2 separate regions of the Salmo salar genome follow, and region 1 is linked to region 2. The links are chromatin contacts, called in public Hi-C maps. All regions are on one chromosome and are shown on one strand. The core of a region is the stretch at or near the end of the contact, and the rest is flanking DNA. Distances in the headings are between cores, read along the strand shown. Region 1 overlaps lmnb1 (lamin B1). Region 2 holds the start of cssa01h5orf63 (chromosome ssa01 C5orf63 homolog).

What was found. Hi-C and Micro-C count contacts between places; a contact is called where the count stands out from the background.
Region 1: a contact with region 2 is called in a Hi-C map of blood, with 9 times the contacts expected there. The contact joins the enhancer-like site here to the promoter of cssa01h5orf63 in region 2. A contact is called at or near these places in 3 of 3 Hi-C or Micro-C datasets (blood, gill and muscle).

The regions. Positions count from the first base shown.
Region 1 is chrssa01:162,416,918-162,419,964 of Ssal_v3.1, forward strand. lmnb1 (lamin B1) reads right to left here. Exons shown (of 12, transcript XM_014144025.2): 5 at 1,982-2,152; 6 at 1,373-1,498; 7 at 808-1,028. Among protein-coding and RNA genes, the nearest start is that of lmnb1, 20 kb to the right of the region's middle. Within about 2 kb of position 1,649, at least 3 of the 13 cell types and tissues checked have an H3K27ac peak or open chromatin away from gene starts, as enhancers often do.
Region 2 is chrssa01:162,383,645-162,386,864 of Ssal_v3.1, forward strand. cssa01h5orf63 (chromosome ssa01 C5orf63 homolog) reads left to right here and starts at 1,724. Exons shown (of 5, transcript NM_001140697.2): 1 at 1,724-1,799; 2 at 2,397-2,452; 3 at 2,556-2,670; 4 at 2,798-2,854. The coding sequence starts at 1,782.

The sequences.
Region 1 (3,047 bases), core at 399-2,898, 33 kb after region 2:
TTATTGAACAAAAGAATGCATGCATTGTATAACATGATGTCCTAGGGGTGCCATCTGATGAAGTTTGTAAAAGGTTAGTGCTACATTTAGCTGTTTATTGATAATATGTGATGGAAGTGGTTGGTCGGAAAATGGCTATGAAGCTGCTTTTTACGATGGACTCATCTAATATAATCTAATGATTTGCTTTTCCTGTAAAACCTTTTTGAAATCGGACGACGTGGGTCGATTCAGGAGAGGTGTATCTATAAAAAAAAAAAAATATTTTTTATTTTTGTAAAAAATTATGATAATTTTTTAATGCTAATTGGCGATATGATTTTTCGCTGGATTTTGATCCCGCAAACGGGATCAGATGCTCAAGAGGTTAACACCATTATATTCTCGGTAACAGCTAGACGACAAGCTAGGAAGTTAACATTTCTCCTGCATGAAGAATCTACATAGACGTGTACGCATGTGTACATGTCTGGCCAGTTGGAACACTACCTACACAACTTTTAAACTCAACAAATCAGCCTGGGACCTGACCCAGAACAGGAGAGGAGCCAAACGTTGAAGCGCTCCACTCCAAAGAGAAGATGACACTGATTGTATCTGAATTATGTGTTGTCTCCCCTCCCCCCCTCTCTGTATTTGTGCTCACCCTAAAGTCAATTTTTACATCCACATTCATGCAGAACTTTATGTGTGTATACAAGTGTGACTGTTGCATGAGTCAGCATAAGTACATGTATGAGTCACTCTCCTCCCTCCAGTAGTTTCCTGTAGGCATTGATCTCTGTATGTGTCCCTCTTCACCCTCACCTCTCCTCCTCTCCCTCCAGTAGCTTCCTGTAGGCATTGATCTCCATGTCCAAGGCCAATTTGACATCCAGCAGCTGCTCGTACTCATCCAGCTGCAGCTGCATCTTGGACCGGATCTCCGCGATCTCCCGCTCCTTCTCCCCCAGCATCCTGCGGCTGGTGTCCCTCTCCTGGGCCAGGGCTGACTCCAGCTCGTGGATCCGGTCCTGCCATCCACGGGTCTAGAGGAGAGATATTTTACAGGTTAGGGTTGTGTTCAGTGGGACACACAAGTTAAACACATTATGTGTTCAGGTAGTACCTCCTTTCACCTGAACATTGTTATTCCTGTTTTATTCCTGTGTAACATTACTCCTGTATCCTCCATATCATCTCACCCCTTTTTGCATTCTGGCTAGTTTAAGTATCAGACTCTAGTCTAAGTGTGTAGTCCAAATCATCAACCTCTTTAAAAAGTAATTGGATAGCATCATAACCATTGTCAGTAGATAGTAATAATGGTACAACCGTCACCTCAAATCATGTAAAAACACCTTTCCAATACATTTGATTGATGAGGTCTCACCTCTTTCTGCATGCTGGCCAGCTGGGCGGCTAGGCTCTCCACACGCAGGCACGACTCCCGGAGCTCCTCACGGGCCATGCTGGCCGACGAGCTGTTCATCTCCGACGACAGGCGCACGTTCTCCAGCTGCCCCCGGGTACACAGGAGGACAGAGCAGAGTTAAAATGGGTTATGTGGGTACAAACAATGTTCATTTCACACATACGGAAGGATGGATAGTGCAACGCCTCACAAAGAGGAAGTGAACGTCACAGAGAGGGCTTCCTGACCAGCCAGAGAGGAAGTGCAACACCAGAAATGGGTCTTTTTAGATTTGCTGTGTAACACTGCGCTTGATGACGTGACTTTATTGGTATCCAACAACTAGTAAGTTTGACACAGATTTACATGCAATGTTCCCAATAGGTCACCCCAGCATGGCGAGACCCACTGGAATGAGGTTTACTTTATGGTCAATTCCACAGCAAGTCAGGAACAGAATCTCCTAAAAGCCTTGGTATATGACCAAACAATAAATGGGACCTCCAGTCTGCATCAAGGATGTTGTGTTTCTGCCTTGCACCTTGGCGACAAGTTAACAGGTAGGTGTGTGTGTGTTTTCTGTCTCACCTTGGCCACGTAAGTGTTCTCCATCTCGTCCTTGTACAGTTTGACCTGCTCGTCGTGCTGCCCCCTCATCTCAGTCAGGGCCTGGGCCAGTTTGAACTCGTACTCCACAGCCCGGCCAGAGTCCACCTCCACCAGACGCGTCTCGTGTCTCCTCCGTGTCTCCTTGATCTCCTACAACACAGACGGGGGGGTTTAGGGGTCATTGTAGCGATGCGTCTGCCCTGCTGTGGGTTCCTCCATTCCTCAGAAGACCCTTTTTAAAGGAAATAGTACCTATTCAGTATGGGAATTGTGACAGAAGAGCCCATACACTAAAAACAGTCTCAGACGAAGACATGTGACTTTAAAAAGAGCTAATGTAGCCTGAACGTTACCTAACAAACTCACCTTCATGAAAAGGAGAAGACAACACTTTTTAGATCTCAGCCTCTGCATCTCAGAGGAAGCAATAAGAAACAACCCAAAGGGAACCTGAGTGGCGCAGCGCTCTTAGGCACTGCATCACAGTGCTAGAGGCGTCACTACAGACCCGGGTTCGATCCCGGGCTGTATCACAACCGGCTGTGATCGGAAGTCCCATAGGGCGTCGTTCGGGTTAGGGGAGGGTTTGGCCGTCATTGTAAGTAAGAGTTTGTTCTTAACTGACTTGCCTAGTTAAATAAAGAGCAGCCCAAGAAATGAGCCAACAAACACAGCCATGTTCATGATCTCCAGGTCTTCACTTTACAAACATAATGATCGTGAAAAGTAAAGTTTTTTGATTAGTGTTAATCAATTCATACCTTCAGAGTAATAATTATTACCATTATTCTAATTTTAGTCTTCAAGTTATTGTAAATAACTCAAGTCAAGCCTTCTTTGAAGACCAACTTTGTCCAAGAAAGGACTGTTGCCCTGTTAATACTGTCATAGTATAAACTGGGTGGTTCAAACTCAATGCTGAAAGCAGTGGTATATCAGACCATATACCACGTACGACAATACATGTATTTTTACTGCTCTAATTACGTTGGTAACCAGTTTATAAATCAAACCTTTGGGGTTTGTGGTATACTTATTGCTTAAG
Region 2 (3,220 bases), core at 474-2,973:
GTCTATAAAGGCACTGTCACGCTTCTCTAAGACAGAACCCAGAAGCAGACCAGGACAAGGTGAGTAAAATGAAGGTGAGTATTTATTGGTAGTCTTGATGTGTAATTTGAGTGATCCAGGAGACGGAGCGGCAGTGGAGGTGAGTTGATGAGAGTAAATGGGTTGATCCAATGAAGTCACTGTATCCACCGACGGCCAGGCAAGGGAGTTGAATGTTCCAGGAGAATGACTGTAGACAGAGTAAACGGGAGTGAGTAACCAGTAACAAGCACAAAACAACAAAACTATCTCAGGAAACATGAGGCTGATACGCTGGCACAACATACTGTTCGTTGCTAACGATCCGGCAGGGAATGGATGTCAGCTCAGGGTTTAAGAAGAGGTGAAGATCAGGACCAGGTGTGCAGAAGGTTGATGAGATGCAGGTGCAGGTAATAAATAGATCTCCCGCCTAACCTCGTTGCCTGGCAACCAGACAGGGTGCGTTCAGGAACCTTAGACAACACTTAAACAAAAACAGTCATCTCAGGCAGAAACAGACTCAGGAAGCGGGATTCCTGACAGGCACAATCAAATGACAACTGTCCGTTGTCCTAGTAACATAATGGATACAGGTGATGATGAAGGTGGAAAGGCTTGAAATGTTTCATCAACACAACATACATTATGTTATATTACTCTCCTCCTTTTAAAACAGCTAAATCACTTGCTCACACAGTTTGAGAGCTGCGCGGTCTTGTCCATGTGCCACTGGCAGTGGCTGCACGCTCTCAGCAGCCAAACAAACTCCACGCTGTGGATTAATAGTCTCGAAAACACAACCTGACTGGTCATTGTCGCCTAGTCAGGTTCTCGATACTAGTGGATTAGCCGCACCAAATCATTAGGTATTTGTTTCAGATTGTTGTACTTACGTTGAGGTTGGATTCAGTGTGGCACACCTTGATCATTCAATCCCAAAATAACTGCATAAAAACTGGTCTGGTTACATAATAACTTACATTATGAGGTGTTATTAGGATACTGGCTCTTTGACATTTGTTTACTAAGTGTAGTACATGTGTAATAAGGTAAAAGTGTATGTGTGTGTGTGTGTGTGTGTGTGTGAGTGTGTCAAATGATGGGGCTTGACCTCGCTTAGTTGTCAACATTCAAAAGGTCTTTATTATTATTATATATTTCAGTGCAGACAGTGAGTCTTCAGCTGACATATTTTCAATACCAGGATTGTTTTGAGGAGGTTTACATACAGTATGAATATCTAGGATATAGGTCATCACTGTAAAATAGTATTATTTGTTAATACTATATACTACAAGTAATACCCATTTCCAAATTATGTCCATTATCAATATTGATTGGAAAAGAAATGCACTGCAAATTAAGGTTTGTCATTATACAAACAACAAAAGGCTAAATACTTGCTATTGTTTAACAAATGGGGGCACCCATCTGACTGTCATTTGTCATTTTATGAATGGAAACTTTGTAACCGCAGATTGTACACGTTTCCACAATACTGCCGCGTGTAGGTTTAACTTTATTTGATGGACAGAAAATTGTCCAATAGTGGCACTCTCTTGAACAGGAAGTAAAATGACAGTCAACCAATAGGTATCACATACATTTGCGTTCCTTTTCCCTGTTTTGTCACGCCTGCTCGTCCGCTCAAAGGTGAGATATTTCATAAACTCTAATCTTTTACACAAATAACTCAAATACTGCCAGGCTTTTGACGTGCATACATTTTTATACTGCATAAAACAATTTCATATAGAAAAATGAACATAGATACAGAGGTAGGTTTATTTACTACCTCAAGACACAGGTCTACGCTAAAAATAAATATTGCAACCAAACAGGAGAGCGACATCCTACGCAATCGGCGCTACTGTTTTTAAAAATTAGTTGATTTCTGACAGATTTACCGAGTGCTTTAGAGTTTATATGTGGAGAAAATGGAGATGAAATATGGCTGTCTTAATACTCTGGTCACCCTTCACAATGCAAAGATGGGTTATTATAGCAATCGAAATGTTTTTGAAATACAAGAATATCTGAATATCTGTAGCCGTAATATTTTGTGTATATACAGTATATATGATATTATAAATACCTCACATGTGACTAGTAAAAAGACTAAGCAATTAGCCAATTAAAATGTTTATCTGACTCCATAAAGATGATTTAGCAATATGGAAGAACAATATATTTGAGTTACACTAATAGGCAATCAAGAAATGTCTGAGAATGGAATCCTAAATACAACTGTATTTAATTACTTTGGAAAATGAATGGATTACATACAAGGCATCAAGCTTAAGTTATAAAGCATTAACAAGCATTACAAGACATTCAATGCTGGACCATAGCTCATTTTCTTCCATCTGGTTAAGAAGCAGCCTACCAACCTTCAGCTCTGGATAGACAACACACATTCACTCAGAAATAAGTGAGTAGAAAAATGCAACTCCCAGTAACAGAGAGCATATAAAGTAGTAGTATAAAGTAATGCCAAGCCTACATGTCTGATGCAGTAATTGTCTACTTTGCAGACAGACAATGCATTTGGTCTTGCCAAGGACTCTCCACAGGACAAAGAGTTCTGCTCATCTGCTTAGAAGACTCTTCTCCCAAAAGTACTTACCTACTTTAACGCTTTTTACCAAGGTAATGTGAATTGTTGAGTAATGTAAATTATCAGATAATATTCATATTAGTGGTCCCTCTCAAGGTTTTCCTTGACACGGAATACATTAGTTAGCACTATTGATATACATATTTAACCATTTTCCAGGATCCATGCCCATTGTGTGATGAAGCAAAAGAAGTCCTTGAACCATACAAACACAGGGTGAGGTTATGTTTCTCAGTTTGCTGAACAGTTGAATAAAAGTGTCTGCTAAATGGCACATACAGTGCATTCGGAAGGTATTCAGACCCCTTGACTTTTTCCACATTTTGTTACGTTACAGCCTTATTCAAAAATGGATTAAATAGTTTTTTCCCCCTCATCAATCTACATACAATACCCCATAATGACAAAGTACATTTACATAAGTATTCAGACACTTTGCTATGAGACACGAAATTGAGTTCAGGTGCATCCTGTTTCCATTGATCATCCTTGAGATGTTTCTACAACTTGGTTGGAGTCCACCTGTGGTAAATTAAATTGATTGGACATGATTTGGAAAGGCACACACCTGTCTATATAAGG